Regions from separate parts of the Sus scrofa genome. Here region 2 is linked to region 1. A link is a contact called in public HiChIP or PLAC-seq data. All regions are on one chromosome and are shown on one strand. The core of a region is the stretch at or near the end of the contact, and the rest is flanking DNA. Distances in the headings are between cores, read along the strand shown. Region 1 holds the start of NRIP1 (nuclear receptor-interacting protein 1). Region 2 overlaps LOC106505836 (a long non-coding RNA gene).

Region 1 (3,536 bases), core at 541-3,040:
TATTAAAAACTTAGCGTGAAAGAATGTAAAATATCTAATGAATAATTTTATGTGTGTACACACAGAATGATATTTTTGATATTATAGGTGAAATATATTATTAAAATTAATTTTACCTGTTTCTTTGTATTTAAAAAAATTGGCTATCAGAAAATTTTAAAGTGCCTTTGTAACTCACATTTATGGCTAGCTTTGTATTTTTATTGGACAGTGCTTCTCTAAGAGACTGAGAGACATAACAACCTAACTACATTGAGATCCCATTTGAATGTTTTTGTCAGCTGTCATAGTTCACTAGTCACTAGTTCATGGTGTAGAAAGTGGGCTCAATACTTCTCAATGTCCATTTTTGTTTTCTTCACACTTTGCTACTTAAAGAGTCTTTTCCTTTTCTGAGAACCGCTTTCCACTTTGCCTACTTGGCAAATTCTTCTTACCTATGAATGGCCAGCTGAAGCACTCTGTTCTCTGTAAAACTTTCCCTGAATTGCCTTACCCCACACCTGAACCCCAAGTAGAATTAAAGACTCTGTCCTGTGGCTATGACAGTATCTTGTCCAATATCTACCGGATGGCTACCGCTGGCACACACAGTGTGCCAGGGATAAGTGATGGAGGTACCCAAATGTGAACGAGAGGGATATGGCCCCTGGGGCTGTAGTACTTGAACTTAGAATGGTTAAACATCCTGTCACCAACTGGTGTGAACAATGCTCTAGCAGGACAGACTCAGGGAGCACATCATAAGCACGCCTCTCCCAGATGCCTTCTTTGTGGGGGATGAACATATTGAGCCCGAACTGTAAGTCTCTGAGCCCACAGGAACCCCAGGGTTTGTAAACCTACTTGTGTGTTTAAGTATATAAGCTCAAGGGTGTCTTTTTCACATCACGATTGGTTATATGAGAGTTGTCTTCACTACACAAATTACTGAATAGGCATTCTTATATTACATATATGCCCCAGTATCCTTGCAATGACTCTCTTAGCCAGGAAACTTAGGTATTGATTTTTTCAAAAAAAAAAAAAAAAAACAAAGAACAACAAAATAGCCCCAACACAATTAGAATGATTAAGTAAAAATGAATTCTGCAAAAGGTGTGCAATTTACTTAACACTAATGCACTACCAAAAAGAGTTCAGGATTTCAATGATTGGAGTTCTGTGAGGTTGAGAAGAGAGCTTAATAATGAGGTGAGCAGCTTTGTTAAGTCACCTAACATATTGCAGCAGACTTTTTTAACACTAGTGTTGGAGGGCAAGACCAAAACTTGATATAACCTGACTTAGGAAGTTGTTTATCTACCAACTGCAATCATCTAAAACTCTTGCTAAGAAGCAAAAAGAATATTTTCAGAGCAACAGTTGAGCGGTCCAAATGTGTCACAGAATCTATGCACTAAGGTTCATGTGCTTTACTCCTTGGTGAGCACATTAGTTCCTTCCAGGGAACCCACTCAGTTTTACTTTAGACTGTATTGTGACAAGTGAGGCTATCTGGATTCTCAGACCTCACCAGACTAGCAGCTGCCAATCAGAAGAGGAGGAGAATGTTGGAGGCAGGCATGCTGGCAAAAGAGAGAAAAGACACCAGATTGTCAGTTAGAGAAGGGGGAGAGAAACTACAACGGGCAGAGATAATCACTCAGTCCCAGTATCCCAGAGTCTTTCAGGGCAGAGACTGATGGCTTATATACCTCCTGGGAGCAGCCTTAACACCTTGGAAGAAGCCTGATAAAGAACAGGAACTGGACGTAGTTGCTAAATCCACTATAACCTACTATATAATAAACACTTTAAATAAAATTAACCCAGAATTTCGACAAAAAGCCAAACTGTTTTAGAAAACAGAAATATTTATAATACATAGAAAACATTTGTACAAGAGTTAAAACAAGTTTGACTTTTTTTATTTTTAAACAAGTTTGACTCCTTAAAGAGCCAAGCTCCAATTATGCTGATCATCACTTAATTGGAAGACTTGGCTTTGCATCAATCCTGGGTTAATGTTATGCTATAGAACAGCAGACTTTACCAAGTTGTCTTGAACAGATTTCAAACAGTGGTATATGCAAATAACAAACTATCATAAGAGGTCTAAACTGTATAAGAGGGCGACAGACTGCACAGTTGAATCAACCACCAGAGTGATGTAAAAGAATTGTTCTAAAATGCAGTATCACCATGGAGCAAAATAAACCTACCATGTACCCAGCACTGTGCTACGGGCTGGATTTAAGAATTAATTTGAAAAATTGCTTTCACTTTTCAGATTGTGAAGGTATTCCAGAACTCTCATTCATATTTGTAAAGGTTAAATGACATTTTAAATGCACAGCACAGCCATTACATAACAGGCATAGAATACTGTTTATGACTTGGATAGTTCTTTTTTTTAAGTGCACCAGCAACTCTATTTTCAAATGCTATGGAATTCACAAGGTTTCCTACATAGAAGAATGGAATGCCTCATCCACTCACTTGTTTTGTGTAATAAGTGTTTTAAAACAGGCATGCCATTTCGGAGTTTAAAGGGAGGCTAAGCTGCACTTTAGCGTTTCGGAGCAAGCAAAAACAATTTCAGCAACGGTACTCATTTCCCCCGGTAATTTTGTTTTTCATGGCGAGTTACTAAATGCTAGATGCTAGTAGTCAAAAAGAAACCTGACATCTGGGGAGGTGTTGAGGGGGTGTTAATAGTTCTAGTTAGATGTCTGGGGAGCGCTGAGGATAAGATTTTAAAACAGCAAATACAGGGAGAAAGGGGAAATTACGGTTTCGTATGACTCTCTCCTCCCTCCACTTTCTCTCTTCACCAATCCTTATCCCCCTCAATTTAGAGGCGGGTTCAGCGAGATCTGGCTGCAGGAAACCAAGAGGCTCCACCGCGCTGCCGCCCCAGCCTCGTGATGTAATTGTTATTTCTTATTCGGAGCTTGAACCAGGGAGAGCTGCTGAAGAAGTGGCAGCCCTGTGCCTTTTGCCTTGTCTGGTCGGGTCAGATTCTTCCCGGGGATGATGTAGATTCGCTGACGGACTCCGCTGGAGACTTCGCAGTGACAAAGCAGCTGAAGAAAAACCCTGCTCCTGGGTCCTCCGTCCGTCTGGGGAGCCGAACGGAGCACTCCTCAGGTCTCCTTCCCAGTTTTCCTCTGGGAGTCACTCCGCATTTAATCCCTGGGTGCCTCCTACGTGCTGGGCGTGGGGTCCAAGTGACCTGCAGTTAGTGCCCCTGTCCCCCAAGATTAAAGCAAGACACACAGATTACAAGGTGGTGGAAGTTGGGGGTGGCGAGAAGGGGCCAAGGGGACGCGTGTCCTGGGGTGAAATGGAAGGAGGGGGCTCCTGAGGCGTCAGCACCCAGGAGGGGACCCCGGGCGTTCGGGTCCCCGGGCTGTGCCCCCCAAGGCGAGCATTTGCCCTGTGGAATGAGCTCGATGCCCCGGGCCCCTGGGACGAGCTGTCCCGGCGCCTTCGGCGGTGGGGGCGGCTGGACAGAGCCGGGAGCCGCGGGGGACTGCGCGAGCGCGTGGAGC
Region 2 (3,536 bases), core at 687-3,186, 410 kb before region 1:
AATGAGGGATTCCAACCCTCAGGTTACAGGGGTGGCTAAACACACAACATCCAATGCTGGACAGATGAGATTGTCAGCAGTTAATAGTCACACACCCTTACAGCCTGGGGAAGGGGGACACTATATGCCACAGGCATTTGGATGTGTAGAGGTTGCACCTGGGAGCAGAGTGATCAACCAGAAACTGTGAGAGGCAAGCTTTGTAGTATCCAGAGAGTGAGGTACTCTGTTTCCCACAGGAGGATGTAATTGGCTTATTGGAACAATCCACATTTTGGCAGGGAACTGAAACCTGGTGCTCAGGGATAGGCAGAACCTGTGACTGGTCCCCTCAACCAGAAACTGTTGTTTGACTAGGTGACCTTATCCACAGGAGCAGAGAATGTGGCGGGGGCGGGGGACAAGTTGCAGCTAGGCCATTCAAGGTCCTCCCAGTTTTAGGGGATGTCCCGACAGCAAATAATATTAAAACTTATTTTCAGTCCTTGCAGCGCATGGAAGTATGAAGATTTTTTTTTTAATCCCAAAGCAAAATGATAAGAATTAAAATCGTATTTAAATAAAACACAGGTAACTTTCATCAGTGAGAAATATAGACTAAATTTTTTGGAATAGTATATTAGAAGATAAATGACATGAAAATCTAGAAGAGACTTTTCTTTTTGGCTGCATTCACATGTGGAAGTTTTCAGGTAAGCGGTCGAATCTGAGCCACAGTAGTGACCTGAGATACAGCAGTGACAATGCTAGATCCTTAACCTGCTAAGCCACAAGAGAACATTTTGTTTGGGCAGGAAAAGCTGGGTGAATTTTAGATCTTTTCAGTTCTATGCTTTTACGATTTTTAAAAATTACTTGGATACTGAATAGTTTGCCTTTCTCATAGATTTCATTAATATCTATTTGGTTTTCATTTCCTTTTTTTGTTCTAAAGTCTTTCATCCTACATGACCTAAGCTTTTTCTGCATCTTACAAGGCTGAACTTGGCTTTTCTGGTGTTTATTTTCCTTGGCTTTCATAGTGCAAATCTGTATTTGTGATTTTTAGGTTTGCTCAGCATCTTTTCTATGTAAGAAAATGCTTTGTAAAAGGCAATTCAATAGATTGATTCATAAGGAGAATGTGCAGAAGTGACAAGAAGTATTAAATGAGAAGAAACTGTTCAGAATAATAGTATTAGTGATGAACCCAATGCTATTGAAAGGTTATTTTTCAATAAATACCACTGCAAGTTATAATCATCTATGCTGGGAGATGTACGTACAGTAAACAACTCATTCCAGTTTGTCTAGGGTCTGTTTAAGCTCCGAAGATCCTGCATCCTCAGAAAGTTTTCCATCCTGGCAAACCAGTATGGCTGGTGCCTCTAGTTGAATTCTTATTAGAACTTCTATTACAGAGGATCAGATATACATACAAGGTGACTGATAATAACTTCATAAAATATTTTATGGGTTATTGTATCTCTGGCGCTTAAAAGATTTCTGAGTGCACAGTAGGTTTTCAAGAAATATTTGAGAACAATAACTGAGCCTATAGCCTACCAGTCAGTTGTCTCATTAACTCAGGAGAAGCTGCACCTCACTGGAAGATCATTCTAAATTGTTAGAGACAGTCTCTTCTAATTCATGTGAGGTAAAGTAGTTTTCTGACTTGAGGGTGTTAGGATGCCCGGCAAAGGATGCCCAATCTACTGAAAGGCAGAGGTGTGCTACAACACGAACATGAGTTTGTAAAGTGTTGTCGAAGTTTACTCCCAAGTTAAAGTCAGATGCTCGTTTATTGTGTTACTCAAATATCTGTCTTACCTACCCAAACCTCCGTAATTATGAGCTTCACCAAACCCCTAAGGAGAATGGTACATGGACACTAAGTTCTGACGACACCCGTGAGGAGTACATACTTGAGCAAGGACTCTGAGACTACCTGCGTAGTCTATCCAGCAGAGGGCGGTGGTGTACCTGTGCAAAGACCAGGGCTCACCTGGGATGAATGGCGATGGTTAGCAAGATGTCTAGGGCCGGGTCTGTAAAGCGCTGAAAAACAACAGCAGAAAAATATTTCCTGTAGGAAAGCAGTCAGGCCACCTGTTACAAATGCAGCGCCGTCTTGCACAGGTCGTGGTGACCCAGCGAACTCACAAATCTATGAAGTCTCAAAAGTTTGACATAAACGAAAACAAAAACAACACTCTAGTACATTGTCATTCCTGAGAACCAATGCGCTAGAAAGCTCATTTCAGAAAAACACTAAGTACTCCAAACCAAGAAAAACAATGAATATATAAAGTCTAAAGGTGTATCTGAAGATAATCTTATTTTTTCTAATTTCTAATGATAATAATATCTAACCAATTTGGTGCCTTAAAGTTTCCCAAACTTATACTCACAATATTTTAAATGTATCAACACTTTAAGGTAGGTCAGACTCTGGCAACTACTACCATTTTATATGTAAGACACCTATGGCAGAGAACAATTAAGTGATTTATTTAAGGACACATAGCTGGATGGATTAGAGCCAGTTAATTCTGAATACCAGTCTGTTTCTGTTTATCCTCCACACTTACCTATGGTTCCTTCCAATTATGTGCCATGTATTCAACAACATGTTATATTTATCATTAATTATTATCATGATTTTTAGCCAAAGACATATACTTCTTACAGGTATTAGGATAATTTCACGAAGACTAAACTTGATACATGATCTGTTTTTATTTTTTTGTCCTAAAATGTCAAATTGCCCTGCAAATAGTAATTCAGAAAAAATGAATGAAGTTTTCCAAAGGGCACAATTCTTTGTGCAAGGAAGAAGTAACTATTTCTAGATATCACTAGACATTTTTCAGCACTTTAAGAAAAGACATGATGCACCTTGGAAATGAGAAGATAATGGTGAAATCAGGGAAGTTCCCTGTTCACCAATGATATTTTATTTCCTTTGCTGAGAATGAAGAAGAAGATGAGGTCCTTGGGGCAGCTTCTAACGTGCCCATGGCAGTGTGACATTGCTGAATGCTTTTTCTGACTTCCATTTTTTCAAGGTAGTGACAGCTGTTTGGCTTCTCCCCCTGAATCCTGAAGTTATTTGCTACCCTACAGCAAAATCTGGTTGATCACGGTGAGGGAAAAATGGGTTCTGTGACTTAGTGTTTACATTCTGCCCTAATGCTGCTGGTCTGCCTTATGAAAAAGAGACTTCCATGGGACCCCCTTTCCCCAGCTCTGGAAGCTATTTGGCAAGTCCAGCAAAGCTATTTGAGTGTATGTTTACTTTCGAATACCCTATGGTCCACATTCCATCAGAAGAGATCTTCATCAAGCCCAATAATCTGATCATCTAATAGATGGGCTGCTAGGCTGGGTTATCAGGAGCTTGACTGTATATGTAGCATAGATTTTATTTATTTATTTATTTATTTATTTATTTATTTATTTATAGTCTTTTTAGGGCCACACCCACGATATATGGAAGGTCCCAGGCTAGGTGTTGAATCAGAGCTGTAGCTTCTGGCCTGTACCACAGCTCATGG

The links. HiChIP or PLAC-seq counts read pairs in DNA pulled down with a chosen protein or histone mark.
Region 2: an H3K27ac HiChIP or PLAC-seq map of alveolar macrophages shows a contact between it and region 1. The contact joins the enhancer-like site here to the promoter of NRIP1 in region 1. A contact is called at or near these places in 2 of 5 promoter capture datasets (fetal liver and liver), 7 of 47 Hi-C or Micro-C datasets (alveolar macrophages, embryonic fibroblasts, fetal heart ventricle and 3 more) and 2 of 2 datasets of contacts at active chromatin or transcription factors (alveolar macrophages and skeletal muscle).

What each region holds. Positions count from the first base shown.
Region 1 is chr13:179,914,480-179,918,015 of Sscrofa11.1, reverse strand. NRIP1 (nuclear receptor-interacting protein 1) reads left to right here and starts at 1,790. Exons shown (of 3, transcript XM_021070819.1): 1 at 1,790-3,132.
Region 2 is chr13:180,321,536-180,325,071 of Sscrofa11.1, reverse strand. It overlaps LOC106505836 (a long non-coding RNA gene), which reads right to left. Exons shown (of 4, transcript XR_001300637.2): 3 at 1,985-2,037. Among named protein-coding and RNA genes, the nearest start is that of USP25, 250 kb to the left of the region's middle. Within about 2 kb of position 1,936, at least 2 of the 83 cell types and tissues checked have an H3K27ac peak or open chromatin away from gene starts, as enhancers often do. A contact at or near this core is called in alveolar macrophages, where this site is marked.